Linked DNA regions of Sus scrofa: region 1 is linked to region 2. A link is a contact called in public HiChIP or PLAC-seq data. All regions are on one chromosome and are shown on one strand. Each heading gives the region's core, a stretch centred on a gene start, on an enhancer-like site or on the middle of the called end of the contact. The rest is flanking DNA. Distances are from core to core; before and after follow the strand shown. Region 1 overlaps NSMCE2 (E3 SUMO-protein ligase NSE2). Region 2 overlaps LOC110260448 (a long non-coding RNA gene).

Evidence for each region. HiChIP or PLAC-seq counts read pairs in DNA pulled down with a chosen protein or histone mark.
Region 1: a contact with region 2 is called in an H3K27ac HiChIP or PLAC-seq map of skeletal muscle. The contact joins two enhancer-like sites. A contact is called at or near these places in 1 of 47 Hi-C or Micro-C datasets (heart right ventricle) and 2 of 2 datasets of contacts at active chromatin or transcription factors (alveolar macrophages and skeletal muscle).

The regions. Positions count from the first base shown.
Region 1 is chr4:14,375,705-14,382,173 of Sscrofa11.1, reverse strand. All of the region lies in intron 4 of NSMCE2 (E3 SUMO-protein ligase NSE2), which reads left to right. Among named protein-coding and RNA genes, the nearest start is that of TRIB1, 81 kb to the right of the region's middle. Within about 2 kb of position 3,538, at least 4 of the 83 cell types and tissues checked have an H3K27ac peak or open chromatin away from gene starts, as enhancers often do. A contact at or near this core is called in alveolar macrophages and skeletal muscle, where this site is marked.
Region 2 is chr4:14,128,787-14,135,640 of Sscrofa11.1, reverse strand. It overlaps LOC110260448 (a long non-coding RNA gene), which reads right to left. Exons shown (of 3, transcript XR_002343758.1): 3 at 5,828-5,967. Among named protein-coding and RNA genes, the nearest start is that of TRIB1, 170 kb to the left of the region's middle. Within about 2 kb of position 1,945, at least 8 of the 83 cell types and tissues checked have an H3K27ac peak or open chromatin away from gene starts, as enhancers often do. A contact at or near this core is called in alveolar macrophages and skeletal muscle, where this site is marked.

The DNA of each region.
Region 1 (6,469 bases), core at 2,289-4,788, 240 kb before region 2:
CTACCCCCCGCTTCTTCTCTCTCTGCATCTCTCTGCATCTCTCTCTCCCTCTATGTATCTCCGCCCCTCCCTCCTCCCTGTTTCTCATTTTTCTTCTTCCTTCCCGTTGGCAGGGATTTTTTTTTTTCTCCTTTGGTATGTTTTCTGTTAAGCTAACTTCAGACGAGATCCTGAGAACTGAAAACAGATGTCGAGGCAGCGCAGAGCATCTGTGGGTGCATCACCCTCGGAAGCCCTGATTGGCTCCGAGCGCTCCGCAAGCCGGGGAGCTGGGCTGTATCTCGGCTGGCTTCACGGACCTTGCTGCTGACAGGACTGTTCAGCTTCACTAGATTTGGTCCCTCGGGCTCTGACCTTTTTGAATTTCTTCCATGCTGAATGCACTTTGGGGATTATTCTCCTTTCTTTTTTTCTTCTCTCTCTCTCTCTCTTTTTTTTTTTTTTCCAAACATGACTACATTGTGCCACTGTAGAGAAGAATTTTTTTTTAATGGATTAAAAATAAACCTTGATACTCTTTATCCAGTGCGTGTCCAAAGGAAAAATAAGCATATTTAATTAATACCAGCTTCTGCAGCACTTTGTAACTCCCATGCTGGGTAATCCGTTGGAGTCATCTGTTTGATCAGACTCAAGGCCTGCCCTCACTTAGTAAGACAGGTACTTCCTCTTCTCTGAGCTTTATCCCAAAATGGGTGTCTTCAGTGGCTCCTTGCCTTCTGTCCTTGGAAGATTAAAACTTACCATTTATTTGAGAAGATGTCCAAAACAAAGTATGATATGGGTGCTAGCCTTATTCTGTTATTACAGTCTTGTGTTCTCTACAGGAATTTCATTCTTTTTGTCTTGAGCTTCAAAATCAGAGGAGCTGGAAGAGAAGATGTTACATAAATTACATGGTGAAATATTACCTTGTAGAGGGAGCAGCTAAGTTTGAAATATCACAACTGTCGTTGGGATAACAAACCACCTAGAAAATATCAGGGATTGAAATGGTGTCATGCCCCCGTCTTACCCCAAATTGAAATGTTGCAGATTTAAAGTTGAGCGGTTATAATTTTTTTTTGTCTTTTTGTCCTTTTTAGGGCCGCATCCACAGCATATGGAGGTTCCCAGGCTAGGAGCCTAATTGGAGCTGTAGCCACCAGCCCAGCAACACCAGATCCGAGCCACATCTGCGACCTACACCACAGCTTATGGCAACGCCAGATCCTTAACCCACTGAGCAAGGCCAGGGATCGAACCCAAAACTTCATGGTTCCTAGTCGGGTTCGTTTCCACTGAGCCACGACAGGAGCTCCATAAATTTTAAAGTTTCTTTTAAAGATATGATGCTCTCTAGCCTTGATTTCATGGTGTGTTTCAGTCTGATAAATTGGATAAACAAATCTGTCCACCCCCGACACCATCGGTCCTGTTTGCCTCTTAAATATTACCTGGTCTCATAAAGGGTGCTCGATGTAGACACAATGAACTGCAATATTTTGTCCTTATTTTCCTTCAGTCTTTTTTCTAGTATACTATTTTTTAAGATTAATTAGTCATACTGCATATAGAAGGTTTTTTTCTACCTTATATAACCTAAGCATTTTCTTTTGATATTGTTTTTCATGTCAATCAGATTTTGAGACTAGCGAGGCCACAGTTCACTTAAATTCTCAGTCTGTCAAATATCTAGATTTCCTCAGTGTTTCTCTATTATAAACACTGCTGTACTTGAATATCACTGCCTGTACACTCTGGCTAAACTCAACAAACTTAAGAGAAGTTGCATGTTTTTGGTAACTGATGGTTATTGTACTTTCCTCTGGATATAGAGGATTTGGGGCAAGGGACCAGAATCACAGATGATATAAAGACATAATGAGGAATAGTTTATTCTTGGATCATGACCTCTATCATCTTGCTTCTTGATAACTTTCTTTTTAAAAAAATTATTAGAGTATAGTTGATTTACAGTGTTGTGTGAGTTTCAGGTATACAGCAAAGCGTATCAGTTATACATATACATATATCCATTCTTTTTTAGATGTTTTTCCCATATAGGTTATTACAGAATATTGAGTAGAGTTCCCTGTGCTATACAGCAGGTCCTTGTTGGTTATTTATTTATTTATTTATTTATTTATTTATTGTCTTTTTACCTTTTCTAGGGCCGCTCCCGCAGCGTATGGAGGTTCCCAGGATAGGGGTCTAATCGGAGCTATAGCCAATGGCCTATGCCAGAGCCACAGCAACGTGGGATCCAAGCCGCGTCTGCGACCTACACCACAGCTCACAGCAATGCTGGATCCTTAACCCACTGAGCAAGGCCAGGGGTCGAACCCGCAACCTCATGGTTCCTAGTTGGATTCGTTAACCACTGAGCCACGACAGGAACTCTTTGTTGGTTATTTTATATATGGCAATGTGTATATGCTAATCCCAAACTCCTAATTTATCCCCCCCCGCCATGTTTCCTCTTTGGTAACCATAAGTTTGTTTTTAAAATTTGTGGGTCTCTTTCTGTTTTGTAAATAAGTTCATGTGTATCGTTTTTAAAATTAGATTTCACAGATAAGTGATATTATCTGGATAATTTGCTTTTTGCACAGAGTGGAATAGAGGGAGTTTCCATTGTGGCTCAGCAGTAACAAACCTAAATAGTATCCATGAGGACACAGGTTTGATCCCTGGCCTCGTTCAATAGGTTAAGGATCCAGTGTTGCTGTGAGCTGTGGTGTAGGATGCAGATGTGGCTCAGATCTGGCGGCTGTGGCATAGGTCAGCAGCTGCAGCTCAGATTCGAAGCCTAGCCTGGGAACTTCTATATGCTGCAGGTGCAGGCCTAAAAAGACAAAAATAAAATTAAAAAGAAGTGGAATAGAGGATGGAGAGTGGAATGACCCAGGTGGAGTAAAACGGCTCCCATTCTGGAAAAAAGAGATTACTTCAAAGACCAAGTTGTCTTATTCTAAACTATTTGCCTTCAAAACAGTCTCCTTCACTGTTTTCTTGTTATTATCATGGTCAATTTATAGATAACAGTATTCAAAGCATTCTCTTGTTTTGGCAATCAGACATTCAATGGGCATTTCTTAAGTTCTCTCACCTCGCCTGTCTCCCTGAGAATACGAAGATAAATAAGGGTAAAGTTCCTTCCCCAAGGAATTGACAGTCTAGTAGGGAAGGTAGAGAAGTGAACAAATGATTACTGGATATACAAAGATTCTCTGGAGGCTGAAAGAGGAATCACATCTTCTTTGGGGCTTTATGGAGGAAATACTTGAATTGAGTCCTGAAGGGTGGTCACAGATTCCTAGGTGAAGGGCTAGCAGAGGCGCAGAACAGCCTGGCAAATGTGGACAAACTAATCAGTTTGGGATGGATATGGGGAATGGGATTGAGCCGGGTCGCAATAGGACATGAAGGTGCTATGCACCAGCTGATGACAAGTCTTGGTGTCGTGCTTAGGAAGCCATGGTTTTAGAAGGATGACTAACCAGAGTGTAGAAAGGGATTGGGGAAAGTCTGGGGCAGAGATAAATGGAGACCTTTTGCAATCTTCTAAATAGGAAATGCTGGACAGCAGCAGTGAGAATGAAAAGAAGGAGACAGGGTCAAGGTAGTTTAAAGATAGAGATTGGAAAGCATTTGGGAACAAGTGGCATGAACTGTCTTGGGTACCTGGATGGATGATGTTTACAACCCTCTAAAATAAGAAAATGTAAGATGAGCCCAGATGGGATTTCGTCTTCTGATCTTTGCTTGCTTCATGCTCTTCTGTGAATCTCAGTGAGCATTGTAAACTGTCTCAGGGCTGGCTAATCAGTTTTCCTATCATGTGGTTTTTCTAGTTAATTGCCCAGAGCAAAGAAATAGATTGTGTGCATTCAATTTTCTGCTTTTGCTTGGAAATCTAGAGATGGGCATCAAATTGTCTCTGTAGTTGCATAAGAAATACTACATACATGTACTGAGTTTGGGGATATTTTCAGTTATTTATTGACCTGAAATGGATATTGTATGACCAGATCGGTTTTTGTCCCCCTGGTAAAATATACTGGGTTCCGATTATTTCAAAACGCTCACATTTTGATGTATGACATATTTGGACAGTATTTAAAGAAATGGAGGCAGATTAATACATGATATCAGCTGAGAGCAAAGAATGTGTCTAAAACACATAGATAAACCATCAAGTGTGAAAGGGTATATATCTTATGAAAATGTCAGCTCATTTGGAGGAAATAAACTGAAACTCTTCATTCAGTTTACTTTCAAGATCTTCAGAGCAGTATGTCGAAAGAGCCATGGAAGTGAAAGTGGCCAGCAAATTAAAGATGTTGGTAGTGCTGGGTCAGCTAACTACAACTAGGCTAATTTAAACCGCACTCTGCCCTGGGGCGTGGGAGGGCCCATACCATGGAGAATCCTGGGAAGCAACCTTGCAGTTTCTCTTTGGGTGATTCCATAGCACATCTTCTTTTGTGTGTGTGTGTGTCTATGTCTGTGTGTGTGTCTGTGTGTGTGTTTGTCTGTGTGTGTGTTTAGGGCCGCACCCATGCATATGGAAGTTCCCAGGCTAGGGTCAAATCAGAGCTGTAGCCTCTGGCCTCCACCACAGCCACAGCAAGGCCAGATCCGAGCCGTATTTATAACCTACACCACAGCTCACAGCCATACCGAATCTTTTAAGGCACTGAGCAAGGCCAAGGATCGAACCTGTGTCCTCATGGACGCTAATTAGGTTCGTTATCACTGAGCCACACCGGGAATTCCCAGCACATCATTTTTATTTAATAGAGCATACATGTTGGAGGTAGCCATTCTATGCCATCTCTGTGGGAATTCCACATAATAATATTAATAATCATGACAATACTTATTGATCACTTGCTACTTGCCCGACACCCTTCTAAGAACTGTTCATACATTAAATCATTTAATCCTCATACAGTGCTATGACATAGGTTTGATATAAGCTCCATTTTACAGCTGAGAAGGTGGAAACATGGAAAAGATCAAGTAACTCACCCCAAAGCACCCAGCTAATCAAGTGATGGAACCAGGCAGGCTGTTTCCGAGCCCATGTTCCTAAAGGATCTCCCCCTCGCTGCCTGAGTGTCCTTCTCTTCTTATCACACCTCCCTGGAGGGCCCGGCTTAGTCAGCACTCTCTCCGGGAGGTTCACCTCAATTCCTTACCCTGCTTTCTGAGCTCCTCCAGGAGATTTGGTTTTGTTTTGTTTTTTAATGGCCACACCTGCAGCATTTGGAAGTTCCTGGGCCAGAGACTGAATCTGAGCCGCAGCTGTGACCTACAGCACAGCGGCAGCCATGCTGGATCCTTCACCCACCGCACTAGGCTGGGGATGGAACCCACACCTCTATAGCAATACAAGCTGCCGCAGCTGGATTCTTAACCCACTGTGCCACAGCGAGAACTCCTTCTAGGTACTTTTCTATTTTGTGCAAACATATTTGTTATTTCACTAATTGCCCAGAATGTAAGTATCTTTATCTGCCTTTCCCACCAGACCCGATGTTAATCCTCCTTGTGTCCACTGGCAGTTGTGTAGTGTTGGGCACAGAGCAGGTGTTCAATAAATGCAACCTGATGGAGTTCCCATCGAGGCTCAGTGGTAATGAACCTGACTAGTATCCATGAGGATGCTGGTTTGATCCCTGACCTCACTCAGTGGGTTAAGGATCCAGCGTTGCTGTGAGCTGCCATGTAGGTCACAGATGTGGCTCGGATCCCGCATTGCTGTGGCTGTTGTATAGGTCAGCAGCTGCAGCTCCAATTTGACCCCTAGCCTGGGAACTTCCATGTTCCTTGGGTGTGGCCCTAAAGAGACAAAAAAAAAAGAGAGAGAGAAAGAAAAGAAAAAGAACACTGCTTTGTGCTGTATATATCTATCCTGCGTAACTGAGCTCTCTGAGGGCAAGGATTATTTTTTGCCAATACCAAGCATAAGGCCTGGCACAAAGTAGTGATAAAAATAATACTAGCAGCAACAATTAACAATTATATAACATTGATTTATAATAAAATATATGTATTATAAATAACATTTATTGGATCCCGATGTTCTATCCGTTGTTCTGATTCCTAACTCAGTCTATATATTGTTGAATGCTTTTGTTGAAAGTGTGTTTGTTGAATTTTGCTATCCTCTGAAGGTTATAACATCTAGGAAAATTTTTAATTCTGTAGGCCCTGTCTGGCCATGACCTGCGTTTTAATTCTATAAAAGCTGTGTACACACAGAAGAGTCTTAGCCAGTGCCAAAGAGAATCAGAACTAGAATTCCCTCGGAGTTCCCGTTGTGGCTCAGCAGAAATGAACCCGACGAGTATCCACGAGGACTCCAGTTCGATCCCTGGCCCTGCTCAGTGGGTTAAGGATCCAGTGTTGCCATGAGCCATGGTTTAGGTTGCAGATGTGGCTCGGATCCCACATTGCTGTGGCTGTGGTGTAGGCCAGC
Region 2 (6,854 bases), core at 696-3,195:
GGGATGCACGAATTTCCCTTGTGTTATCTCGTTTTTCTCTTTCTTTCCTTCTTTCTTTTCCTTTCTCTCTTTCTCTCTTTCTTTCTCTCTTTCTCTTTCTTTCTTTCTTTCTTTCTTTCTTTCTTTCTTTCTTTCTTTCTTTCTTTCTTTCTACTTTCTTTCTTTGTCTTTTTAGGGCTGCACCTGTGGCAAATGGAGCTTCCAGGCTAGGGGTCTAATTGAAGCCTTAGCCCCCAGCCTATACCACAGCTACAACAACATGGGATCTGAGCCACATCCTTGACCCACGCTGAGGCTTGGAGCAACACCAGATCCTTAACCCATTGAGTAAGGTCAGGGATTGAACCGGAATCCTCATGGATACTAGTCAGGTTTTTAACCTCCTAAGCCACAATGGGAACTCCCGTTATCTCATTTTTGAATTTCCACTTTCCATTCCATTCTGTGAATGGCAGCCAAGCACCTACATGGGCATACTGTGAGCCAGGCATATGGGTTTAGTGCCCATGAACCAGGGCACTAAACCCAGGAATGCCAGGCCCTGGAGATAAGACAGTTGACCACACATGGCCTCTGCTTTGGAGGAGAACTCACTTCATAGACAAAGTAAGCCAGATACACAGCCGAACATAATTTTTGGCAAAATGTTGGGGCCAACAGAGGTGGACAAACAGAGGTTTGAGAGATCATACCTAGGTAATATGGTGGGGGATTCCTGGAAATTTTTCTTGATTTTTGAGAGAGGCAGTGGAGTTGAGTTTTGCAAAATGAGCAGGATGTGGCTACTAGAGAAGGTGATGGGAAAGACCTGCTTGGGGAGGGAAGAGCATGAGCCTAGAGAAGCCCTTGAGAATGTCCAGAGGATGTCATTGGTTTGACAGCCATAAAGTGCACTGAATCCTAAACCCACTGAGCAAGGCCAAGGATTGAACCTTCGCCCTCATGGATACTAATCAGATTCCTTTCCACTGAGCCACAACGGGAACTCCCTTTTGCTGATTCTGACAATGAGTGACCCCCTCCTATGTTAGAAGTCCCCTACACTGGTCATAACAATGGAAAGCTTCCCAGATAGGGAGTTTCTAAAAGTCCAGATAAGTTATTTAATCTCTTGGTACCTCAACGTTTTCATTGGCACCCAAGATAAAGTCCTTATCTCATGAGGTTAAGATAAGCAATAAGAGGAAGTTCCCATTGTGGCTCAGCGGTAACAAGCCCGACTAGTATCCATGCGGATTCGGGTTCCATCCCTGATCTCGCTCAGTGGGTTAAGGATCCAGCATCGCCTCGAGCTGTGGAGTAAGAGACACGGCTCAGATCCCGCATTGCTGTGGCTGTGGTGTAGGCTGGTAGCTACAGCTCCAATTCAACCCCTAGCCTGGGAACCTCCACATGCCACAGGTACAGGCCCAAAAAGCAAAAAAAAAAAAAAAAAGAGAAGGAATAAGAGTGAATGATGCACATAAAGTCTTAGAACTAGGGATGGCACCTAATAAACGCTCAATAAATATTAATTATTATTGTTGTTGAATGCCTAAAGGTTTCAATAAATGGCTTGACCATGAGATCTCAGGGGCAGGTTCACTTAATTACTTCTGCTCTTCTGCATTTACTGGTTTCTGAGCTAGTAGCTTCCAGCAAATGTCTTTCATTTATGGACTTGCGTGGTTGAATGAATAAACATGAGAAAAATATCCCTTCTCTCCAGAATGCAAAAGGTGCCAGTTGCATTTTATCCTTGCGGCTCCAGACATCAGACCCCAGCGCGGGTGGGAAGACATCCCCTCCCCCGCACTAATGGGCCAACCCCTTATCTTCATGTGCATCTTTTGCGAGTTACTCTCGGGTAAAGGAGAACATTTGACCCCGGTTTAGAAAGATTGCCTTACACAATCTCCCGGTTCCCTAGATGGGACTTGCTGAGCTGACAGATTGTACAGAGAAGAGCTGACTATTTTTAGGATGAACTGGAAAGATTAGAACTTTGCTCTCTCCTCAAATATCAAACCTGCCATTGGTAGGAATCCAAACAGGAATTCCTGGGGAATTGGATGGAGCGACTTATTTATTGTGCTCTCATTGCTTAAAATTCCAACATAAAAATAATAACAGGCCTTTGATATTAGAGTGACTAGATGGGCCACATACTTACTAAGTGCTTTACACACCCTGTGTTGTTCCATTCATATAGCAACCTCATGCAATTGGTTTCCATCTTCTTATCTTTTCTTTCTTTTTTTTAAGGGCTGCAACTGTGGCATATGGAGGTTCCCAGGCTAGGGGTTGAACTGGAACTGCAGCTGCCAGCCCACACCATAGCCACAGAGATGCAGGACCCTAGCTGCGTCTGCAACCTACACCATAGCTCACAGCAACGCTGGATCCTTTAACCCACTGAGCAAGGCCAGGGGTCGAACCCACATCCTCATGGATACTAGTCAGGTTCTTAACCCACAGAGCCACAACGGGAACTCCTCAATCTTTCTATGTTACAGAGAAGAAAACTGAGGCACAGAGAGTAAAGTGTCTTGACCAAAGCCACAGAAAGAGGTTTAGTGAGGCTGGAATTCCATTCCTGGTCTATCTGGCTTCAAGACCCATGCTTACATGAGGATGAAAATGACAATGACACAAAATAAAACAAAGGGGGAGAAAACAAACTCATGCTCCTGGCTGAAGAATGAAATCATTCAAGTCACAGTGGATTGACTGAGTACATCATTTTGCCAGGTAGAGCGGCCGATGAGCAGATGAGAAAGTCAGGGGTTCTGCCTTTGGGGAGCTCCCATCCTAATAAGGGCAATGTGAGCATTTTATTGTTTCTCATCTGCCCAGCTCTTTCATTCTGTCTCTCATCCAATACCACACTGTGGGGCTTGCTGGTCAAGGTTCCTGTATTCCTCCGGCCAAGTGTGGGCGTTTGCCTCATGCTGGAAAGTCAGACTACGGGAAAGTAAATTATGACTCAAGAACCTCAAGAGGAGCTGAGTGGCTGAGTGAGCAGCACTCTGAAGATAACTGCAGGTTAGTTTCTACCATCCGGATGATCAGCTCTTCCTTCTTCCTGAGAGTTCCTTGTGGCAGATAGAATAGCACACATCCCAACTCCCTTCAAGCTATGCTTTCTCTGTCCTAGAAGGTGGAAAGCTCAGAGTTCACTTTCCCAGGCTCCCTTGCAGGGAGGGGTAGCTGTGTGGCTTAGTGCATGAGATGCAAATGTCTATCTACTGGGGATGTCTTTCCCCTTGCTCCAGGATGGAGGAAGGACGTGATGGTTGGAGCTGTAGCAGATACTTTATAAGCATGAGGAAGAGGTTAGGAGGACTGCACAGACAGCAACCCTGCTCAGCAACATCTTTCCTTTGGACCCCTTGCTGAGAACTCCTTACTGTTTTAAACCACTATGTTTGGAGGTTCTGTTACTTGCAGCCAAATTCATCTCTGAACTGATACGGAGTCTATGTATTCCTTTTGTATTTATTTTTAATAGAGACGGTACTCAAGGTAGACAGAATTACACAACCCCAAATACCCTAATTGATACAGGAAAGGGAGGGAAGTACAAAGCAAACCATAACATCAGCCAGAACAACCATGCTCTCCTGGAGGGAAGAATTGTCACAATACAAATCCATGTGGACATAGTCTGCTATATTTTTCTAAGACTTTTCCACACATTGTTTCCTTTGACTCTCTCAGCCACCCAATAAAATAAGCATTATTATAAGTGAAAAAAAAACCCTCAGAGTTTGAGTACTATGGAAATGAAGAAAAGGAAGTGATTAATTCTAGCTGGAGAGGAGTTCCTGTCGTGGCTCAGTGGTTAACGAATCTGACTAGGTTGCGGGTTCGATCCCTAGCCTTGCTCAGTGGGTTAAGGATCAGGCGTTGCCCTGGGCTGTGGTGTAGGCTGGTGGCTACAGTCCTGATTAGACCCCCTAGGCAGAGAACCTCCATAAGCCACGGGTATGGCCCTAGAAACGACAAAAAAAAAAAAAAAAAATTCTAGCTGGAGAAACTGGCAACCTCAGGAAAGGGCTGGTTTGAGCTGGGGTTTGAAGGATGAATAGACTTTTAATAAATGAGGAAAGCAGTGGGAAGGGCATTCCTGGCTAAGACAAGAACTACAAAGCTTAGGAGTTCCTGCTGTGGATCAGTGGGTTAAGAACCCAACACAGTGTCCATGAGGATTGGGATTTGAACCCTGGTCTCACTGGGTGGGTTAAGGATCTGGTGCTGCGGCAAGCTGCTGCATAGGTCACAGATGTGGCTCAGATCTGGTGCTGCCATGTTTGTGCAGTAGGCCACAGCTGCAGCTCCGATTTGACCCCTGGCCCAGGAACTTCCATATGCCACAGGCGCTGCCTTAAAAAGAAAGAAGAAAAAGAACTACAAAGCTTAGAGGCATGAAAGGGCTGGGGGTGACTTTGACAAGTGTGGTTGGTGCTTAGGACTGGGGTCTGGGGAACTTGAGAAGCATACAGAGGAGGTAGGGTTGGAAAAGTCAGCAGGGGCCGAATGGAATCTCCCCCTCAGGGTCCTCCTGGGCCCTTCTTCTGTGGCTGCTTCTCTGCTGAGACAGGGAGACGCTAGCTTTCCAGCGAGTTGAGGCTAGACCTCGGGGAGGGCACTGGTCATGGAACCAATGAAAAGTGTTGACCAGTAAAGTACTTTCCCTGGATATGCTTGCAATAGGGAAGAATGATGATAGAGTAACAGGAAATTATTTAAGCCAAGAGGTAGGAGGGTCCCTGGGGAATAACAGAGTGATATTTAGCCCACTGAACTGGCTGATCCAAGCCATCCCGGTGGCCAAAACCTTGACCACAGCTTGAAATCAGGTGTCTCCAATTAGCATCCCTCTTTTAATCTGAATTTAAAGGCTGATTCCATTTTACTCTGTTCATTTCCTGCTGTGAGCAGCGCTGCAGGGAAAAGGGGAATCCTGGAAGAGGAACACATGGTATAACAACACATAAGACTCTTACATTTAGAAAGGGGGGGATGGGAGTTCCCGTCGTGGCTCAGTGGTTAACAAATCTGACTAGGAACCATGAGGTTGCGGGTTCGACCCCTGGCCTTGCTCATTGGGTCAAGGATCCAGTGTTGCCATGAGCTGTGCGAGTTGCAGTGGCTGTGGTGTAGGCCGGTGGCTACAGCTCCGATTAGACCCCTAGCCGGGGAACTTCCGTATGCCACAGGAGGGGCCCTAGAAAAGACAAAAAAAAAAAAAAAAAAAAAATAGAAAGGGGAGGGACCTGGAGGCACTCTGTTCCATAGAACAGGCCCATATCTTTTTATTAAGGAAGGTGATGAGGTTATTATTGATGGGATTAGTGAAGGTGACAAGATTAGTGGGCAGGGACAGGCATAGGCAATGATGAGATTATCTTCTTTGTAATATCAAAAGTGGGTCTCCTTAGGACATAATGCAGCTGTTTATAGAATAACATGGTTAGTGCATAAGTCCTTCATCTTGTCTTTGAAAGAGACTCTGTACTTTATTTATTTTATTTATTTATTTTTTGTCTTTTTTTTTTTTTTTTTTTTTGCCATTTCTTGGGCCGCTCCCACAGCATATGGAGGTTCCCAGGCTAGGGATCTATTCGGAGCTGTTGCCGCCGGCCTACACTAGAGCCACAGCAACATGGGATCCGAGCTGCGTCTGCAACCTACACCACAGCTCACGGCAACGCTGGATCGTTAACCCACTGAGAAAGGCCAGGGATCAAACCCGCAACCTCATGGTTCCTAGTCAAATTCGTTAACCACTGGGCCACAACGGGAACTCCAAGACTCTGTACTTTAAAACTCTGAGTCCATAGATACTTGCCTTCTGCAGAGATCTGCTGTTCTGTGGTCTCCAACAATTTCCTTATTGCTTATTTATTGAGCCCCTACCAGGACCCAGGCAGGGAGAAATTTAAGTCCAAAGACAATAGTTCCTGTCCTCCTGAAGCTCAGAGTCTGGTTGGGAAGAGAGAACAGAAAATAATTACTGTCATAAGTAATGATAAAGGCAATAGTTTAATGAACATTCAGTGTGTAAGTCAAACATTTTCTTAGATTATCTAATTTAATCTTACCAGTGACTCTATGAAGAACTTTTATATCCCCATTTTGCAGATGAGAAATTGAAGTTTAGGAAGGTCAAGTGAAATACTCAAGGTCAAGCAGCCAGTAAGTGGCAGGGCAAGATTTATGTCTTTGCTTGCAAACACTACATGCTTATTCCTCCATCACACACACACACACACACACACACACACACACACACACACACACACACTGGGGGACCAGAGGAGGAGTACCTAGGGATTTTTGGATTGTAGGGAGCAGTTCCAGCAGAGGTGACAGAGCTGAACCTCCAGAAAGTATGCGAGTCTGCTAAACAGAAGGGGAAGAATTTGCCTTCTCGGCAGAGGGAAGGGCATGAACCCCATGGCAGGTGAGAGGGAGCATGGTGGGTTGGGGGGATCTGTGGTTGTTCGGCATGGTTGCCCTGTGGCCTTCTGGGAGGGGAGGGTGAGAGGTGAGCTGGGCTAGGCCAGGAAGGCCATAGGAGCCACGCTAAGGAGGTGCCATTATATCTGGAGGTGGATGGAGGGACCCGCTGAAGGCTTCAGGAGGACAGATTTGCTACATTGTCTCATGTCTCTGAGTCCTAGAGGTAAGTAAAGCAATGCCTGCTGATGTTCTTACTTTTCAAAGGAAATCCCAGAAGAAAGTACTCCGCTCCTTCTTTGGTAATGCGCTATCTGTGGGAACCTTGGCTTGGTCTCTTTAATTCTCCAAATCTCAGTTTTCCCATTTATAAAATGGGATCTGGGAGTTCCTGTCGTGGCTCAGTGGTT